2 separate regions of the Mustela erminea genome follow, and region 1 is linked to region 2. Evidence: chromatin contacts called from public Hi-C data. All regions are on one chromosome and are shown on one strand. The core of a region is the stretch at or near the end of the contact, and the rest is flanking DNA. Distances in the headings are between cores, read along the strand shown.

The links. A called contact is a pair of places that touch in the nucleus more often than the background predicts.
Region 1: a Hi-C map of fibroblasts shows a contact between it and region 2, with 4 times the contacts expected there. The contact joins the enhancer-like site here to the promoter of PXDC1 in region 2. A contact is called at or near these places in 2 of 3 Hi-C or Micro-C datasets (fibroblasts and skeletal muscle).

Annotation. Positions count from the first base shown.
Region 1 is chr4:128,108,846-128,112,914 of mMusErm1.Pri, reverse strand. No RefSeq gene overlaps it. Among named protein-coding and RNA genes, the nearest start is that of FAM50B, 5.7 kb to the left of the region's middle. Within about 2 kb of position 1,859, the one cell type or tissue checked has open chromatin away from gene starts, as enhancers often do. A contact at or near this core is called in fibroblasts, where this site is marked.
Region 2 is chr4:128,037,309-128,041,075 of mMusErm1.Pri, reverse strand. PXDC1 (PX domain-containing protein 1) reads left to right here and starts at 1,773. Exons shown (of 5, transcript XM_032340987.1): 1 at 1,773-2,687. The coding sequence starts at 2,432.

The sequences.
Region 1 (4,069 bases), core at 610-3,109, 72 kb before region 2:
TCATTTAACATCAACATTAAATTTAGTTTGCTTCTCGTTGGAGGATGTGGGGCAGATCTCAGAGACGTGGGGGAAACGGGAGGATGAAGGGCAGGGTTCGCTGGGCCGACTGGCCACTTGAGGGGGACTCATAGTCCCTTAACTCAAGTAAGCTACTGTCTGACTTCCATAGGACTCCTGGCCAATAAATGCCTCCTCCACCTAGATGGGGGCTGGGAGTCAGAATTCAACCGTCACAACCTTTCTCAAAATGGCTACTACCCAAAGAAGATGCAAGAATGTCAGTTCAATGTGCAACAAGCCTGACCTAACTCACATTTGTAGAAAATAGTCAGCATGATCTGGACAAACTTGCAGCCCAGGGGGACCAGAGCCTGGAATCAGAACTAAGGATAAAAGATCTCATGGCCCCAGCCTGGGACGCAGAGACTCCTGGGTGCTAAAGTGTAATACTATGTGCATAAAGCAGATTTGCACTGTGTATGTACGAAGTTGTGTATTTGCACACCACACCAGTGTGACTCCAGTAAACATAAATGTCAGATCTCATCACACCAACTATTATTGTACTAAAATATACATGAAACTTCTGAAATATGTACATGCATTTTAAATATTTTTAATTTTTAATACATTTTATTCATTAAATTATTATTTGTTAAATAATTCTAATAAATATATGTTATATTTATATGTTTATGTAAATATAAATTAATGAATTTAATGTATTATTTAATATATAATATAAAGTATAATGGATATAATTTAATGAAATATATAAATACATAAATAAAATTAATGGATTCTATTTATTAAATTATATAATTATTAAATTATTGACTAAAATTTATTATTAAAAGACTAATTTTAATTTTAAATATAATATTTGTAACATTATACTCATATCACATGGCACACAGACACCCACAGGTGTTCGAACCCCCAGCATCAAGATGGGCTCTGGCACTTGCTAACCACACAACCTTAGTCAAGTTACCTCTTAGTTCCTCAGTTTCCTTATCTGTGCTATGGCAAGAGCCATTGAATCTACCTCATGGGGTTGTTATGAAGATGAAATGAAATAAACCCTTCGAACGGAGCCCGTCACAGGAGTGCTGAGCAAACGTAGCAATATGGCATTGCAAGCAGCTGAGCACCCTCCAGGTGGCCGAGTATGGGAGTAACTCCTGCCTCTGACCCTCCCTGGTCCATCCTTGTATTTACCAGGCAACGGTGTGTTAGTTTCAAACTCATGGGGCTAAATAACTTGGTTAGACGTCCCCCTTCCTACCAACACTTTTTCCGGAGGGCCCGTATATGGAGATGCTGCGGTGGAGACGCCGAGGAGACACCTAGCAAGAGAGAACGGCTGAACATGATCACAGTTTGCCTCTGCATTGGTCAAGGGCATACAGGCTGTTGGATTGGCTTTTGTGAAAACCGTCCCCCTCGTCCCACAGCCCCCCAAGAGCCAATGCTGGACACGCGAGTGCCCGGCTGCCACCTCGCCCAGGACCCCGCCTGCCTCTGGCGCAGGGAGCGCCCAGCTTTTCAGATGAGATCACCACTGTCTGACCCAGGAGTGGAGCTCGAGGCCAGAGAACTCCAAATTAAGCCAGATGCCATGCTTTCTTTCAAGACAGGAGAACATGTGTTCTAGTTTCGCAAGGAAAAAGCAACTCGGGACTTCATGTTTTGATTGCACTTGGCTCCTGCCTCCTAGAACTCCAAACGCTTGTGGAACAGGGAAATGAGCTTGAAGTCCAATGATAAAGCCGCGATATGATTCATGAGTCTGTCAGGAGGAAAGAAACAGGAAACAGAGGGGGCCGGCCGGCTGCCCGGGCTGTGACATCATCACTTTGGCATCCCACCCCAGTCCTGGAAAAATGCAGCTTGCACCGCCTTGAGGATTTTGAGACACAGGAGACAGAAGCTATTTGGTCACTTGGCCAACTCCCAAGGGCCGCGAAGTCTTATCCATGTGAGTGAGGAAAGGGTGAAATGCCGGTATGTGGGTTCTGGGGCCAAGAACCATTAGGAGAAATGAAGGAAGAAACAAAACCCTTCAGTTAAAACACCAGTGGAAAAACACTTCTTAAAAGCAAACACCAAAGAGCACAATGTGCTTTTCTTGTGGCTGGGATTTTTTTTTTAACGGTTTTTAGAAAAATAGTCTCTTGATGTTTGCAAAGTTCCTCCTGAATAAAGGGGTACTCCGGGGCAAATGGTAATTCGGCCTCACCGCCTGACAACTAGCATCTTCTGGACCCATTTCTTACAGAGGAGGAGGGAAGGCGAGGCTGTGGGGTGCTGGCGAGGGAGCGGGGAGGAAAGCCAACGCGAGCCTTCGCCCTCTGACGAGCAGCAGATGGCATTTTTATCTGCATTCACAGAGCAGGGCTCCTGCTTTGCCCAAAGTTAGACGGCTAGTGAACGCTGATGGCAGAAAGAAAGCCCAGACACAAGGGGACTCTTGAGATCTGGGCTCAGCGCATAAACCTGGGAGAGAGGGAAGGAGGGAGTTCTGCTCTCCTCCTTCACCAGCGTCTGCTGCCCAAGGGCCCCCGCAGCAGCCGATAACCAGGCCCAGGACAGAGCAGAGCCAAGCCCCTCGGTGCCTCCGCCCGCCGCCTGCTTCTGTAAATGCTGTTGCACCAGGACTCCCCCGCGGCCATTCGGTGACCTGTGTCTAAGGCTGCTTTCGTGTCACCATGGGGCAGAGGTGAGTGGTTGCCACAGAGAACACGCGGCCCACACAGGTACACACATTTACTCACACATTTACTCACTTTTTACAGAAAACGTGTACCAACCCCTGGTCTAGAACAAGTGCGCTGCCAGGAGAAGAAGGTCTCCCCTCGTCTCAGTGCCCATCCTTTACGGACCCCGAGCGCCTTCTACTCTGCCACTGTGGCCGCCCTGCTGGCTCTCCTCCTTGGCAGAGAACGTGACACCCGAGGGATGGCGGCGGGAAGGGATGTCTGGCTAAATAATGCATCGTCTGGGCTGCCTCTGTTCTGTTTCCCCGCAGCCTTTGCTGGGTTTTAACGGAGTCCTACACACACTGTTCTATACCTGTCGCTTTCCTTGACTCAAAGAGGCTCTCACTTTTTGTATTCCTAGTACCTCCTATCACATAAGTGCTCAAAAATTTGGTTTTAATTAATAAAGAAGAGCACAAATGCACTGGGTCAAACTTTTTAAATTAATATATGAGTGAGGACCTAATCCTTTCCAGTGCAGCCCTTACCCCACGTAGACCCTCAAACCAGTAGGACTGGACCCAGGCATGAGGGTTTCTGGGCAGCTATAAAAATACCCCCCTTCAAACCAATATTCTCTTAGTATTTATCCTACATTTATTTAGTGGTAAGGAACTGATTTCCTTTGGGTAAAAATTGCATATATCTTTCTTTCCATCAAGGGGTTTCTTAGATGCATTGCATATAACATAGCTTCTAAACTTATTGTGTTTGGAATTATCCGAGTTTCTCTGTCACTTGTGAGTAGATTACAATTAGTCATTCCCACACACAAAGAATTGAAATAACAGAGTCTTCAAAACAGTTTTAAAAATTCTTTTTCTTGGCTTTCATTACCCCCAAAAAATATTCCCCATTTTTCTGGAGTCCGGAGTTATCTCTTGGGTTTTCTTCTGAAAATTTCAGGACCCAACAACTTCCTGAATGCACACTCAAGAGTCTGAATTTATGCAGGAAAACAAACCACTCCATCCCAGGAAACATTCCCCCTAGTGGGCATGGTTTGGCTTCAGGACTTCAGTCCACCACGTGGGCAATTTCAGCTGGCTGGTCTGAAATCTGGTGCCGAGAGGGCATTGGGAACACGGTTAGCAGTCACTTTACTAAGGAAGACAAGCATGTCTCACTTTCCCCTTGAAGGAACCGACCACTTTGATGGGTGTAGGACCAATTTATTTACAGCCATTTATCTAAAGGGTCATACAAGTGGGGGCGCGAGGGTGGTGCCGTCCATTAAGCCCTCCGACTCTTGATCTCGGCTCAGGTCTTGATCTCAGGGTTGTGAGTTTAAGCCCCAGCGCGGA
Region 2 (3,767 bases), core at 524-3,023:
TCTGGATCAATGCAATGGGTGAAAAATAGTCCATTGTGTTTTAATCTGAATTTCTGTAATTATTTGCGGCTTTGGGGCAATTGCTATTTCTGCTTGGGCATATAGTTTTCTCTCACTCTGGGTCTCTTCAAACAAACATCCCTGATAGGAAAATACTTCTTCTCTTTGGTGACCAGGAATGCCTGGCACAGACGGAGGGACAGCTTCACAAAGTTAGGTCTCCTTGGCAACGGGGGACCGCAGATCTGATTGTTCCTAGGCAAGATTTTACAGAATGCATAAAAGCACCTTAATTCTGGCCTTGAACGTCCTAGCAAGGGCTGTTCAGCCCAGGGGCAGCTAGAGAATAAGGGTGTGTGTCCTGGGAGGGTGGCTTGGTTGTGAGAGAGGACTCACTGGGGCTTTGTTGAGGAAGATGGGATGCAGCCCTGCTCAGCTCCTTGAACCTCTTTCTTCAGGCCCCTTGGTCCACAGGACAGACTCCCAGTGGTCAGCCTATCAGCCACACACCCCACTTACTGACTGCAGCCACAGTGGGAGCAGGGCACACCAGACTGCTGAAAACTCCTTCTCCCAGTTCACACAGCAAACGGAGACCAAGGCCAGCACAGAGAGGAAAAGATAAACCTGCTTGGTGAGCCCCAAAGATAGAACACCTCAAGTCACTGGAGCAGTCTGAATAAAACCCGGTGGCGGTGATGGAAGGCGGGAGTGGGGGGGATGGGGGGCGGGGGGACACATCTCAGGCTAGACTGAGTCAAGTGACCAGCAACCTGCCCTCAGCCTCTAACGTTTGTGTGCCCTAGATTGGCTCTCTGCGCTTTCTGGGATTCTGCAAAACGCTGAAGGGGGCCTAGCCCTGGCTCTCCCACCACTGCCTCCGGCGATGTGAGGTCACAGGAGACACTTCTGGAACCAACTTCCAATTCTTAAATGATCGCTTGAAATTTTTTTCTGATTAGGAACAGGCTAAAAAATGGGCTGGGAATCACGGCTGCTGTAAATCCCAGTTTTCAATATGGGCAGTTTCCCTAGTTCGACTTCCGAAATCCCAGACTCACAAAGGGCGACCAGCTCACTTCGAGGGGCTCTTTCCGAGACTCCTTTCCACCACCAGTCCGTCCCACTTCTTAGCAGTGGGGAGGATCCCCTCTCCTGTTGGAGGGCGACCGCTTGGATAGGGGGCCAAAGTCCTAAGGGACTCCCGTTCCCTGTCTGTCTGTCCCTCTGCTTCCCGGTGTGTCTGCGGCGGGTGTCCGGGCTCTGGCACGACTGGAATGCGCGGGGGGACGCGGGGCGGGGAGCGGACACCAGGCGGAGCGGGGACGCTGAGCGCGGGACTGAACGTGGGGGGGATCGGGCCTCGGTCCCCAGCCCCGACCCCCGGCCCAGCCCGGCGTGGGTGGGCGACGGCGCAGAGACTAGGGCGAGGCCAACAGTCCCGACCGCGTCCGGACCCCCGGCACCGCAGCCTCCCTCGCGCTCCGCCCAGCCCTGGTCCCCCGCCCCGACCCACGTGCAGTTCCCTTCCCTGTCGCCGGCCGGACAGGGCGCGCAGCCCCCAGCCTAGAGTTGCAGAGAAGCGAGAAACGGAAGAGAAGAAAGTCTGCACCGAGAACCCCGGGAGCGCAGGCCTGCCCCGCCCTCCCTTCCCCGCTCCTCGTCCAGTCACCCGCGGGCGGCTCTGGGGCCGGGAGGGGAAGGAAGCGGCGGGGGCGGTCTGGGTCCGGGCAGGGGGCGCGGAGGCGGGGCCCAGCGCTCGGGTTTCAGCCCGGCTCCCGGCTGCCGGGGGTGCAGGCGGCCCCAGCAGCTCCGGCTGCGCGTGGGCGGCGCGGGGAGCGGCGGGCCAGGCCACCCCCTCGGCTCGCAGCCTGCCGGGCGTCCGCTCGCCCGGAGGAGGGAGGAAGGCGGCGGCGGTGACCTCGACGTAGACGACCGCGCCGCCCGCGATGGGAAGTGCCTTATAAAGACGCAGCTCGGCGGGGCCCGACCGACTAGTCGCCGCACTTCCCCGCTAGTGTACGCAGAGGTGGGGGGCGGACCCCGGACAGACCCAGGTTACTAAGGACTGCGGCCCTTGACAGCGGCCCACGGACCCCGGCTCTGGACAGACCTGGAACGGACCCCGGCTCCCGGCGGACTCCGGCGGATCCCGGCTCCGGGCAGACGCCGCAGACTCCGGCAGGCTCCCGGGTCCCGAAAGACCTCGGACGGACCCTGACCCCAGAGAGACCCCGGTCCCGGGCAGACCGCAGGCATACGGCGGCGGACGGATCCCGGCCCCGGAGACCTTGGACGCACCCCGACCCGGGAGAGTTCCTGGCCGAATCCCGGCTCCGGGCAGACCTCAGGCAGACCCCGGCCCCGCTGGCGGGCGCGCGGGCGGGGGCCGAGGGCGCCCCCGGAGGCAGGGGCATGCGCGACCCGCGGCATGGCCTCGGCGGTGTTTGAGGGCACTTCGCTCGTGAACATGTTCGTGCGCGGCTGCTGGGTGAACGGCATCCGCAGGCTCATCGTCAGCCGGCGCGGCGACGAGGAGGAGTTCTTCGAGATCCGCACGGAGTGGTCCGACCGCAGCGTGCTCTACCTGCACCGCAGCTTCGCGGACCTCGGCCGCCTGTGGCAGCGCCTCCGCGACGCCTTCCCCGAGGACCGGCCCGAGCTAGCGCGCGCGCCGCTGCGGCAAGGTTCGGGGGGCGCGGGCACCGGGGTGGGGTGGGGAGGGCGCATCGGATGGTGTCTTAGGGGGAGATGTGGTTGCGAGGTCGTTTCACAGTGCAGTGAAGGCAGGAGGGCAAGTTACTGAAGCCGAGATTGCGGCTGTCTCTGTCCCTGGCACGGGACGGGGGACGCTTAGATCCTGCGCCCCCAAATGAAGGGCGCGCAGGTCAGCAGTGGCAGGAGGACGAAAGCCAGCTCGCAGAGTCCTGAGGCCCTCCGGGCGGAAATCAGCAAGACGGGCGCCCCGACTGTCCCCAAGGACGAGTCAGTGACCAGTGACAGTACAGCGGCCAGTTTGGGCCAGTGTCGGGGTGAGCTCCAGCCCGACTCCGGAGTGGCGGCCTCCCTCCCTCCTCACCCTCGGGCGGGCCGGCTGTGACCCCCACCCCACCCGGAAAGCGACAGGAGGGGGCTGGGGAAATGTTTGGGAAGAGTTAACAACAGTGTCCAGTTGGGGTCGCGTCGTGTCTGGCAGCCATCCCCCTCGGAGTGCTCCCCTGGAAGGGGCTGTGCCTCTGATCTTCTCCCGTGACAGAAGAGCCCGAGTACGAGGTGCCACGCAGCCTTCTGTCACTCGTCCGGAGGGGCCTCCCTGCAGCCGACTAAAGAGGAGAGAGCCCAGGTCTCCCCCCCCCCCCCCCCAAGGAGTGGGACCGCATTCGGGTTTGATTAACTGCGGCCTGCCTCCTCCCTGGCCTTGTGACTGCCCTGGCTCCTGGGGATTCGAGTTCTCAGAGAACTGGTGTGGCTTCCCCTTTCCTACGCCCTGGCTGACGCCCATCCCACCGGCCGCACTTTGGAGGCCGGGAGGAGAGGCGGCTGGAAGAGGGAAGGAAGCGCGTGAGAGAGGCTGAAGTTGAGCCCAGAAGGAGGGGCGGGGTGGGCGGGTTCAGAAGGCCCGGGGAGAAGCGGCCCGGGGAGAAGCGGCCTGGGAAGACTGTAGAGCCCTGAACAGTCCTTACCCCGCTCCCACCCCCTCACCACTTGTGACCACCTGCGGCTCTGAGACTAGTCACACTTCACTGAGAGGTCTTCCTTTCCACAAT